Linked DNA regions of Sus scrofa: region 2 is linked to region 1. The links are chromatin contacts, called in public Hi-C maps. All regions are on one chromosome and are shown on one strand. Each heading gives the region's core, a stretch centred on a gene start, on an enhancer-like site or on the middle of the called end of the contact. The rest is flanking DNA. Distances are from core to core; before and after follow the strand shown. Region 1 holds the start of CDC42BPA (serine/threonine-protein kinase MRCK alpha). Region 2 has its middle 44 kb from the start of AHCTF1.

Evidence for each region. Hi-C and Micro-C count contacts between places; a contact is called where the count stands out from the background.
Region 2: a Hi-C map of embryonic fibroblasts shows a contact between it and region 1, with 2.0 times the contacts expected there. The contact joins the enhancer-like site here to the promoter of CDC42BPA in region 1. A contact is called at or near these places in 1 of 5 promoter capture datasets (liver), 10 of 47 Hi-C or Micro-C datasets (adipocytes, alveolar macrophages, embryonic fibroblasts and 6 more) and 2 of 2 datasets of contacts at active chromatin or transcription factors (alveolar macrophages and skeletal muscle).

What each region holds. Positions count from the first base shown.
Region 1 is chr10:14,938,655-14,943,882 of Sscrofa11.1, forward strand. It overlaps CDC42BPA (serine/threonine-protein kinase MRCK alpha), which reads right to left and starts at 2,334. Exons shown (of 40, transcript XR_002336229.1): 1 at 846-2,334.
Region 2 is chr10:14,995,263-15,000,835 of Sscrofa11.1, forward strand. No RefSeq gene overlaps it. Among named protein-coding and RNA genes, the nearest start is that of AHCTF1, 44 kb to the right of the region's middle. Within about 2 kb of position 1,574, at least 15 of the 83 cell types and tissues checked have an H3K27ac peak or open chromatin away from gene starts, as enhancers often do. A contact at or near this core is called in embryonic fibroblasts, where this site is marked.

The DNA.
Region 1 (5,228 bases), core at 1,084-3,583:
CTTCCAAGCTTGAAGGTCACCTGCAGCATTTGCTCTCTTCATTGATCTACATCCCTACCTAGATCTTCTACATCACACCTATACTTAGGAAAAAGAAAACTCGAAATTTAACCAGGTTAGGTTTCAACTAAATTGTGAGTAAATCCTAACTCACAGGCAGGCAGGAGCTGCTCCCAAACATTCTCTACCAACTACTAACACAAAAATTTTAAACTATTTATGTCATCTTACAAGCATGACAATTTTTGGTAAGTCCATGTTTAGTAATTTCCTTTGCTTGTACTATATCAAAATGTAATAAAACCCACTGACGACCACCTTCAAGTTTCTGTTGACCTAAGATATTTTAATATCTCCCTCATTTTCCGAAGCCTGGCAAGGAATGTTTCCACCAATAAATACCTTCCAATTGAACGCCTGTTATATACTGCCATGCATCAGACAGCCGTGAGCAACAATCCATTTTTGCCCATCACAGAATTATTCAAAATCTCTTGCTGCTGACCAAAAACCACAGTCCTTCCTCACAAGTTCCTCATTAAATCAAGGCAACAACTAAAGTGGCATGTTTTACTCTTGGGAAAATATTTACCAAAAACCAGAAGGAAAAAAAAACCTTGAATACTTGCTGCCTATTCTTTTATTGCATATACATTTAAATACATAATATATACCATATAGCATATATACTGATTTAATATATATGCTATTATTATTAAATATACTTAACATACCAAATATATATATTAATATAGTCATTACAGAGTAGAGTTTATCATGATAACTCCCTACAACAATTAAATCTTTATGCCCAGCTAAAGAGGTTTTATTTTAAATACACTTACCCCATTCTAGGTATTCAAGAATGTTCTTCTCTCTTCTCAGTGGAGAATTATTGCATTCATCATAAAGGCAGATGAGGATATCCAGTAACGTTTCCACACTGAAGCACTGCCCATTGGTCTGAGCCGGCCCATCCAAAATAAACTGCTCCAACTGCCTCAAACGCACTTCTCCAGACATGTTTGCTTCAATTTCGGCTGGGTTTTCTTGCAATAACTAGAACGACTTTGACTATGATTATCTGATCCTAAATTGTAAAAGCTGTGGTTTTAAAAATAAACCACTTGTTATTCAAACAACTGTCATGCAGTGCCGGGGCTGAATGCAACATCCAACCCACCAGGAACCTCACTTAACTGAAGCGTCTTCAATTTCGCACATATACATATATCTTGAGGGAAAGTTATCATAAAATAGATATTTAATACATTTTTCAAAGAATAATACAATTAAGTCGTATATTTAAATAAAATAATTAAAAAGTACAGCGAACCAAAGAGTCAACACTTCTTATTAAAAAAGGGAAAAAAAGAAAAAAGAAAAAAACTCTTCTCCTTCATTCAAAATTCAACTCGTGCAACATAATCCTGAAACGAATCCGGTTGCATCATTAATGAATTAAGTCCGATCTGCATCAGCAATTCACTTCCCAGGCAGAAGGAAAACCGAAAAGGGAGGAAAAAACCAGAATGTATATAAGGGGGAGGGAAAACCAAAAATTCTGCTGCAAATCCTCCCAACCACCACTGGGATAACGCCTCAGCGGCAATTTCTCCAGCGGGAAAGGGAGGTGGCGAGGTCCCAGAAGCAGCCCTGGGCTCGGAGCACGCCAAGTCTTCCCCGGAGGAGGCTTTTCCTTTCTCCTCCTGAGCTCCTTCTTCCTAAGGCTTTGCAGTTAGTCCCATTTCCAACGGATTACGATGAAAACTCTTCATTTTTCTCCCCGCTTCTCCCAGGGGCCTGACTGGCTGCGGGCGGCACTCGCCCCCGGCTCCGGGAGCGGCGGCTACTCGGCCGCCCGAGCCCGCTCCATGTCGGTGGTCGCTGGGCCGCCGGCCTGGGCCGCGCCGGGCGGAGAGCCCGGTCTCCCCCTCACCAGCACCGCGGCCGCCCGCCCGCCGACGCTCCCGACGCCCGGGCGAGGAGGTGCTTTTCTGGATTCAGAGGACGCGGACGGCAGCAGCTGCGGCGGCGAGGGCGCGGGCGGCTCCGGCAGCTAGTTCTCCTCCTTCTTCACACCCCGGGGTTAAGGGCATCTTTCCCCGGCAAGGAGGGAAGCGGCCGAGGCGCCGGAGGAGGGGTTGGTGCCGCTGGTAAGGAGACCAGGGGCTGCCGCAGCCCGGCTCGCAGCCACTCCCTTCCTTTCCCTCCACCCCTCCCCCGCCTTCCCCGTCCTCTCGCGCTCGCGCCCTGGGCTCCGCGAGGCTGCTCCAGGCCCGCCGCGCGCAGGCGGAGGTTCGCCGACGAGTCCGGATCCAATATGGCGGCCCCCGCCCCCTCCCCCGACACGCGCGCACACGCCCTCTCCCCGCCCCGCCCCCGCCCGAGCCCAGCCGGCGCGGCGGGGTCCGGTCCTGCGGCCGCGCAGAGCCGAGCCCAGGCCCTGGGCGGGTGGGGGCGGGGGCGCGGGCGCCTGCACCACCCCGAGGGGAGGGTGGGGACGCCTCGGCAGCCCAGGCTGCGGCAGCCGCAACGTGGAATGCAGGGATACGGGAGGACTAGCGAGGCCGCGGCGGCGGCGGCGGCGGCGGGAGCGGACGGTCTGGAGGCGGGAGGACCCGGGCGCGGGCTGGGAACTGCGCCACCGCCGCGCTGCTGCTCCCGGTTCCTCGAGGCTTCTGGTTCGTACGGATCGCGAAGCGGGGCTTCCTCCTGGTCCTCGGAGGCACCACCTGACTGGCGCGTTTGCTAAGGGGACGCAGAAGCTGACAGCATAAGGCTTTCAACACCTCCGTAAAAGACCGTGTCTTTCTCACCATCTCTACCTGCTCACCTCTCGCCCCCCAAATTCAGTTCGCAAGCATTCCGAAGTAATGATTTCCTTGGTGTCTAATTGCACCACCTCTTGTGTCATTACCCAGGACAAATACAATGACAGACTTGTATGCGCTACCCTCCAAGTCCTGAGTGTGTGCGCGAGAGTAGAATTCCCTAGTCTGTTCCCAAAAGTTTCCCTCTGTAGAGCACAGTGTTTTCTCTCCACAACTATTCTAGCGGCTGCCTGTTTATTCCCAGCGAAGGTTACCACCTACGAGGCATTCAGCCAATGAAGGGGAGTCAGATAGTCCCCTATCGTCAAATCTCCATCCCCTGTTCGTGGGCGCGCACGTAACCCCACGGCACAGCACAGAAACCCGGCAGCAAAGGCAGGTCATTCATCAGGTACAGTTCCTGATGCAATTAGGACCTTCCAGGTTTTTTGAATCTCGATTTTAGGAGAGAACGCTCTACAAATTTTTCATGGAAGAGCCCACATTTAAATGTATCCTTAAACTGGGTCACTGCATATCTGTCATTTCCTTCTCAAAACTGCCATCTCCTCCATAATTTTTGTCCAAAATACATTTATTTTATATTCCTTTCCTACACCCGTGAGGCAGTTAGGTTTACTATGTTCATGCCCACAATTGCCCATAGGGAAGCTGAAGAAGAACTAGAAATCAGGGTCTAGAAGTCTAAAAATAAAACCTAACATTAATTATTCAAATTGCTGTCATTCACAAAACATTGTGAATCTTTTGTGAAATCTACACTTGGTGTGGCTTAAATGCACAGCATTCTTTTTCCAACAAGCTCTTAACACAAGAGAGATATTTACATAGCCTCAGACAAAAGATGGATCATTTCTAGGCAGAACATCTTTACATGTGTGTGTTGGCTAGTTACAAAAGTAGTAGAAAAGCAAAAAGTTTAATCCTAACACACATGATATTTTGGTGTTTATTAAAGTCTTTTTCCTATGAATTTTAATAAAAGTGTTACACAATAAAAGACAGTTTTAGAGCCTCCTGTTTTCACTTAATATATAATGAGCCTGTTTTCTGGTCAGCCCTTATTCTTCAACAGCATGGTTTTTAACAGTGAAGCCAAAATGCTTTTACCCTTTCACTTGACCATGAGGTCGGGTAACAAAGAAAGAAGCGATTTCTCTGCTTTGACACCACAGAGCTGGCTCCAAGATACCTACTTGTCCAACGTGTAAATAACTCTAAAGAAGAGTTTAAGAGAGAACCTAAGCCATATTAGATCACAATAAATGCTAATTAACAGTGAATATATATGAGATACAGATACGTTAACAAAAGAGTCACGCTGCTGGTCCTTGCCACCTATGCTGTTAGCACTCAGGAGCCACCCACAGTCTAGGGTATTGATGGTTGCTTAATAACCTTTTCCACATTATTTAGACAGTAAAGGGAGAACTTACTTTATTTCAAAAAAAAAAAAAAAGGCACAAAGAGAAGTAGGAAGGTTGAACCCAATCAATTTTGCTTGAATAATTCAAGCTCAGAGACTTAATAATTAACTAGACACTAAACACATTGTGTGGGTGTTATTTTAAATGTTCCGGTTGAAGTGTGAACATGCTTGTTAATGAAACCGGTCTCAAGCCAAAGAAAGGCGCAGCCCCAGCAGCCCCACAGTGCTTGAAGTGCTTCTGCAAAACATGAGTGCTACAGGCTGCATGGCAGGGTGTTCTTTGCATAAAGAGCCTCGAGGAGGTCTCTTTTGTGAAATTTTGCTGGGGGGCCCAGAGACTTGATGTATACCACTGCAAGCACAGTGTGTTTGAAATAATCAGAAAAAGTTTTAGGAAGTTGCTGGGAATTATTTTGACCTTTCAGAAAGGAAACAGGGCAGGAAAGGACAGAGAGATAAGAGAGTGAAAAGATTAAGGCAAGAGTCTTTAAGCCTGGTCCAAGGAAGCCTCCAGTTCTGGCCTAAGAGCAGAATTAATCCGTCAGTTAATATTGATAACAACCAGCCCACTCTTACCTTGCTCTATCTTACCCCAGAATAAGTATCAGTTCAATATTGAACAGGGTCCAAAGCAGATGAGAGTCACAGCAGAGTTTCACGTATAGTAACACACAAACATTTCACTCCATCCCCTTTCAGCCCAGCTGATACATCCCGACCCTGCAATTGATGGACTTGGCATAGCACCCTCTGAGGATAAAACACCAGCAAATGCTTGTCCTCACTTCATGTGTGCCTCCTGATATGAGTAATACCAACTGCAAAGGCTTATTTAAAAAAGGAGGAGGGAGACATTGTAATTAATAATTGCCTCTTTTACAGAACTCACAATGTGTAAAATACCTTCCAGAGTACTTTGAGCATATTATTCAATTCAATCATTATAACCACATGAAATAGAGTAT
Region 2 (5,573 bases), core at 324-2,823, 56 kb after region 1:
TAGATCTACTAACAGAGCTTCAGAGATCCAGCCCCCAGGGACTGAGGAAGCACAGATCCAGGCACCCAGCCAGGCAATGGACTGCTCCCTTTCCAAAGTTATACCTGAGTCCTCTCTCTCCTCTAAGTCCACAATTTGCTAAAAGCTGTAGCCTCGGGCAGAAATAACTTCTTTGCACCCTCTTTTCAGGCCTAGGAGGAGCCTGCCTCTGCCTCGGGCTTCAAACAGTGAACCTGGCTTTGGTCTCCCATCTCAGCAGGGAACTCTTTTATTTTAATGGACCTTGGAAGAGCCAAACTCCAGCTAACATTGCCTGGTTCCAGACCTAGGGCCTGCTAAGCTTGTGGCTTCTGCTCAGCATGAGCTTTGTATTTCTGGCCCAATTCTGGGCCACAGAAGTGTTTATTTAGTTTGTAAAGCTTGATAAATTTCCTCTGTCGTTGGTATGTGTTTGGAGTAAAGCTGTGTCAAAGAACAGGCTTTCAGAGCTGCCTGGACTCAGTTCGCAGGCTGACTTCTTGGGTGAATCCAAGGCTCTGCAACGCATTCAGTTCGGTCTTTGGTTCCCTCTTAGACGCGAAAAGGATCTAGTCTGTGGCTACATGTCTAGAATGAAAATAATGTCAGAAGTATGGTTCTCTACATAATTTTATCTTAACATCTGACTATCTAATAATTAGCCTGATTATCTAACAATCTAAATCAGTTGTCATGATATTGAAAATATCAAACTTTCTACCTTCCAGTTAATTTCCTTATCTACATTTTCATAGAATACCAAGATTCTTTTTTAACGAAAAAGAAAGATGGGGGACTATTATCTCCTAGCCCCTGAATTCTGGAGTCTTCTAATGATTATTTTTACCAAGTAAATAAATCCAAGAGTCAACGAAATGTGGTTTACTGCTATGCTTCCTGGAATTTCTTGCAGAATTATAGCATCTCAGAGTTGGAAGGAATTCTTCATATGACCACACTGAATTCTTTTCCTGTCGGTCTGCATCACATTTGTGAAGGTTAGTGACTAAAAGGCTAAGACTGTAATGAGTCCTGTGGCAAAAGTAAACGCCCACTTCAAAGGCCGTTCAGACACTCAGCTGGTTTCTTTGAAGAGAATTCATTTCCACGAAAAATGTTCCCAAAACTTTCTGATGGGACCAGAAAGAGCCAAGAAGGCTGTTTTCCCCTTCATTGGATTATAAATGACATCACATTGCCGGTGGCACCCTGGTCCAGGTTTAACAACTGGCTCCCCAGGGGAAAAGAATATCGTAGTGTTTGTCAGCTTCCGCGTTGTAAATGCTCCCAGCTTGGCTGACTTCAGACTCTCAATGTGTCATCGCAAAACACAGAACTGGAAGGCGGTGCCCACAGTAGGTTTTCTGGGTGGTTGGGGCTCAGCTTGCGCACCACCATGGTGATAATGCCAAATCCAATAGCTGCTTTCCAAACCTCAACTTGACCTCCCAGCAGCATTTGGCATCCAACAAAGCTGCTTGCACCATTACTGAGACACTCTCCTCTTGGCTTTTCTGCCAACCATGCTGTCCCCTCCTCGCTCCTAAACGTAGGTGAAAGTGAGTCTCACTGGCAGCTCTTCTTCTCCTCCTCGGCTTCTATTATTAGAGACACTCAGCACCCTTCTGGAGCTGATGGCTCATCTCTCTCTACATCCCTGCCACCCCCCCAACCCCCGACAGTGATCTCATTACCTGGTCCTATGGCTTTACACATCACATATTTACATAACAGTTAAAATGCTGTTAACGCTCATATTTTTTATTTTTATTTTTTGCCTTTTTCTTTTTTCTTTTTCTTTTTTTTTGGTCTTTTTAGGACCACACCCGCAGCATATGGAGCTTCCCAGGCTAGGGGTTGAATTAAAGCTGCAGCCTCGGCCTCCACCACAGCCACAGCCACTTGGGATCCAAGCCACGTCTACAACCTATACCACAGCTCACAGCAACCCAGATCCTCAACCCACTGAGCCAGGCCAGGGATCAAACCCGCATCCTCATGGATGCTAGTTGCAGTCATTTCCATTGCGCCATGACAGGAACTCCTATTTACTCTCATACTTTTTATCTCCAGGCCAGACCTTTTTTCTTTTTTCTTTTTTTTTTTTTTTTTTTTTTTTTGTCTTTTTTGGTCTTTTTGGTCTTTGTTGTTGTTGTTGTTGTTGCTATTTCTTGGACCGCTCCCGCGGCATATGGAGGTTCCCAGGCTAGGGGTTGAATCGGTGCTGTAGCCACTGGCCTACGCCAGAGCCACAGCAACGCAGGATCCGAGCCGCGTCTGCAACCTACACCACAGCTCACGGCAACGCCGGATCGTTAACCCACTGAGCAAGGGCAGGGATCGAACCCACAACCTCATGGTTCCTAGTCGGATTCGTTAACCACTGCGCCACGACGGGAACTCCCAGACCTTTTTTCTTGAGCTCTAGATTTGATATCCAACTGCCAACTCAGCTATCTCAGAGGCAGCTCAGATGTAACCTGTCCCCAAACCCAATGCCTGATCATCCTCCTCCTCCCACCTTCCTTGTCAAAATAAATAAAACCGCTACCTATCCATTTGCTAAAACCACGAACCTGGGGGCCTCTTTGCAAGCTCCCTCCCCTTTGCTCATAACAGCCAACCTCTTATCACGATACTACTGAAACCACTTTGAAAAGATTTCTCAAATCTGTCTGACTCTCTCTGTCTCTAAGCACCCACCATCCGGAACGGACAATTGCAACTGAGCTCCTAAGCTCTATCCACTCCTTGTCTCTTGCTCCTTCTTCCTGTGCTTCGCACAAGGGCAGAGAGAACTTTTAAACGTGCTTTAAAGCCTTCATTGGTTTTCCATTGCATTTAATAGAAAATAAAACATCCTTACATGGTGTACAGGGCCAAAAAGGATGAGATTTCAGTTTAATTCTCCAATCTCTTCTCCTTCCGTTATCCTCCTCAAATTACTACCTCTGGCCACACAAGTTGTTTTAGGCTCTTCACCACACATAATTCTGAAAATTGCTCGCTTTGCCTATTTCATGTGTATCTCCCGCATTAGCCTGTAAGGTCTCTGAGTGCAAGGATCATGTCTATAATGTTCATTGAACACTCAACGCCTAGCTCATCATAAGTGCTCAGTGCGGGAGTTCCCATTGTGGCACAGCAGAAATGAATCCAACCTGAATCCGTGAGGATGCAGGTTCGATCCCTGGCCTTGCTCAGCGGGTTTACAATTTGGCATTGCCGTGAGCTGCTGCAGGGTAGGTCACAGATGCTGCTGGGATCTGGCGTGGCGGTGGCTGTGGCATTGGCCGGCAGCTGCAGCTCCAGTTTGACCCCTAGCCTGGGAACCTCGAAATGCCACAGGTGTGACCCTAAAAAGTAAAAAAAAAAAAAAAAAAAAAAAAAAATCCTCTCAATAATTCTAACCTGTAAGAGCAAGAAACAACGCAGCACCGGAAAACCCAGAATGCAGGTAACCAAAACCAGAGGCTTGTTGTTGTTATAGAGAAAAGAGAACGATGTTTGATTTCAACATTCACACATTCCAAACCACAGGCTTCCAAGCCTTTCTCTCGCAGCCAAGGCTGTTGGTGAGAGCCAGGTCTAGAGAAAAGTTTCCAGAAAGCAGATTTTGGCCAGGGTGCCACTAAACCTACAGAGAATACAGTTCTGTGGGTTTTTTTTTTTTTTTTTTTTTAAAGAACATTTTCATTCTTTTTGCCACAGGATTTCATGAACTATGTTTATTTTTCCTTTTCAGGTTATAGTATTTGGATTTTTCATCATCAGATGTGAGAAACAGATACATTTCTTTCCTTTCTTTCTCTTCCTAAAATTCTTTCAACTCACAGAAGGAGCCAAAGCTAAGATTGTCTTTTATTTTTTATTTTATATTTTCAATTTTTTAATTTTTAATTTTTTGGCTGCTGGCAGCATATGGAGCTCCCAGGGCCAGGGATCAGATCAGAGTTGCAGCTGTGAACTAAGCCTCAGTAGCAGCACTGCTGCTATACAGCACTGGAAAACCCAGCTGTTTAACCCACTGTATTGGACCAGGGAGCAAACCTGTATCCTACTGCTCCCAAGATGCTGCCCATCCTGTTGCACCACAGTGGGAGCTCCTAAGATCTTATTTTGGAGAACAGATTTTTTTTTTTTTTTTTGCCTTTTCTTTAGGGCCCCACCCCTTGGCCTATGGAGGTTCCCAGGCTAGGGTCGGGAGCAACAGCTGCCGGCCTACGTCACAGCCACAGCACCGCCAGATCCAAGCTGCGTCTGCAACCTACACCACAGCTCAGGGCAATGCCAGATCCTTAACCCACTGAGTGAGGCCAGGGATTGAACCCACAACCTTATGGTTCCTAGTCAGATTTGTTTCCGCTGCACCACAATGGGAACTCCCAGATTTTCTTATGTTACCATTAGATTACTTCAGAGAAAGAATGGCATACTGAAGTCTACTTTCTGAGCACCTTTTCTTTTTTGGCTGCGTCCGTAGCATGCAGAAATTCCCAGGTCGGGGATCAAACCTGTGCCACAGTAGTGACAACACCAGGTCCTTAAACGGCTGAGCTCCTTCTGAGTGCTTTGGGAGGCTACCATGTGCCCAGAGAAAGACATGATTATTGATTTTAATTACAATTTCCTAGACAAGTGGCCTGCGTGGCCCAGCGTCCTGAGCCCAGAGAGAACAGCAGGCCCTCGGTCTGTACCAGATGGTTTTGTAAACCAAAAGCAATCACTGCAAGTGCACTGGTTTAAGGGGAATGTCCAAGAAAATTGCCTTCCTTCTCTTCGGAACGTATCATTACAGAAAAATAGAAGGCCCTGCATTCCAATCTGATGTGCATTTAACTCTGCAAGCCTGTAAATTCCGCCATGAGGTAAGGGGCTGATTCGGAGCTCCAGAATCCTTTTGGTGCCACAGAAAGGATTTTAAAATGGATACCCTTGGGGTTTCTCAGTGTTATTCTGCAAGGGTAGTGTAATAGATGGGGCTCTGTCTGATGAGCTGTCCCAGCCCTGGTAAACAAGACCAGGATGCCTGGTAGCCCACAGAGCCACCTTGTATTTTAAAGGTTAGGAGGTGACATCTTGCGGGTTTGAGCTTGGTTTCAAGTGTGCACGTATCTTGGTTGGAGAAGCAATAACATTACCCTGATGGAGTCTGGCCTACCCCCAGCAAAGGTCTGGCTATAATTAATTAAAGAATACTTCCTGTGGAATGCTTTACCTTGTAGATCCTGAACAAAGGATCCACATTCCAGGAGGCACAGGAAAGCGTTATTCTCAAGCTTCCTGTCCCCTGCGGTGTGTAGAGACTTGAATGCCACCACGTAGACTAGAGATCATAATTGACACATTCTTTAAATTTTCCTATACCTGTAGCCCCAGGCCTCCTTTCCCCTCTTTATTTTCTTTTCTCCTGATCTTCCAGGGAGGTGATAATTAACAGATTTAAAGGCGTGCTCCTCGCACCAAGGACACATTGGGAAGAGACCCCACTGGAAGAAAAATAACCTGTATTAGAGCCTATAATTGTAGTGATCTATTCGCTTCATAACAGCTTG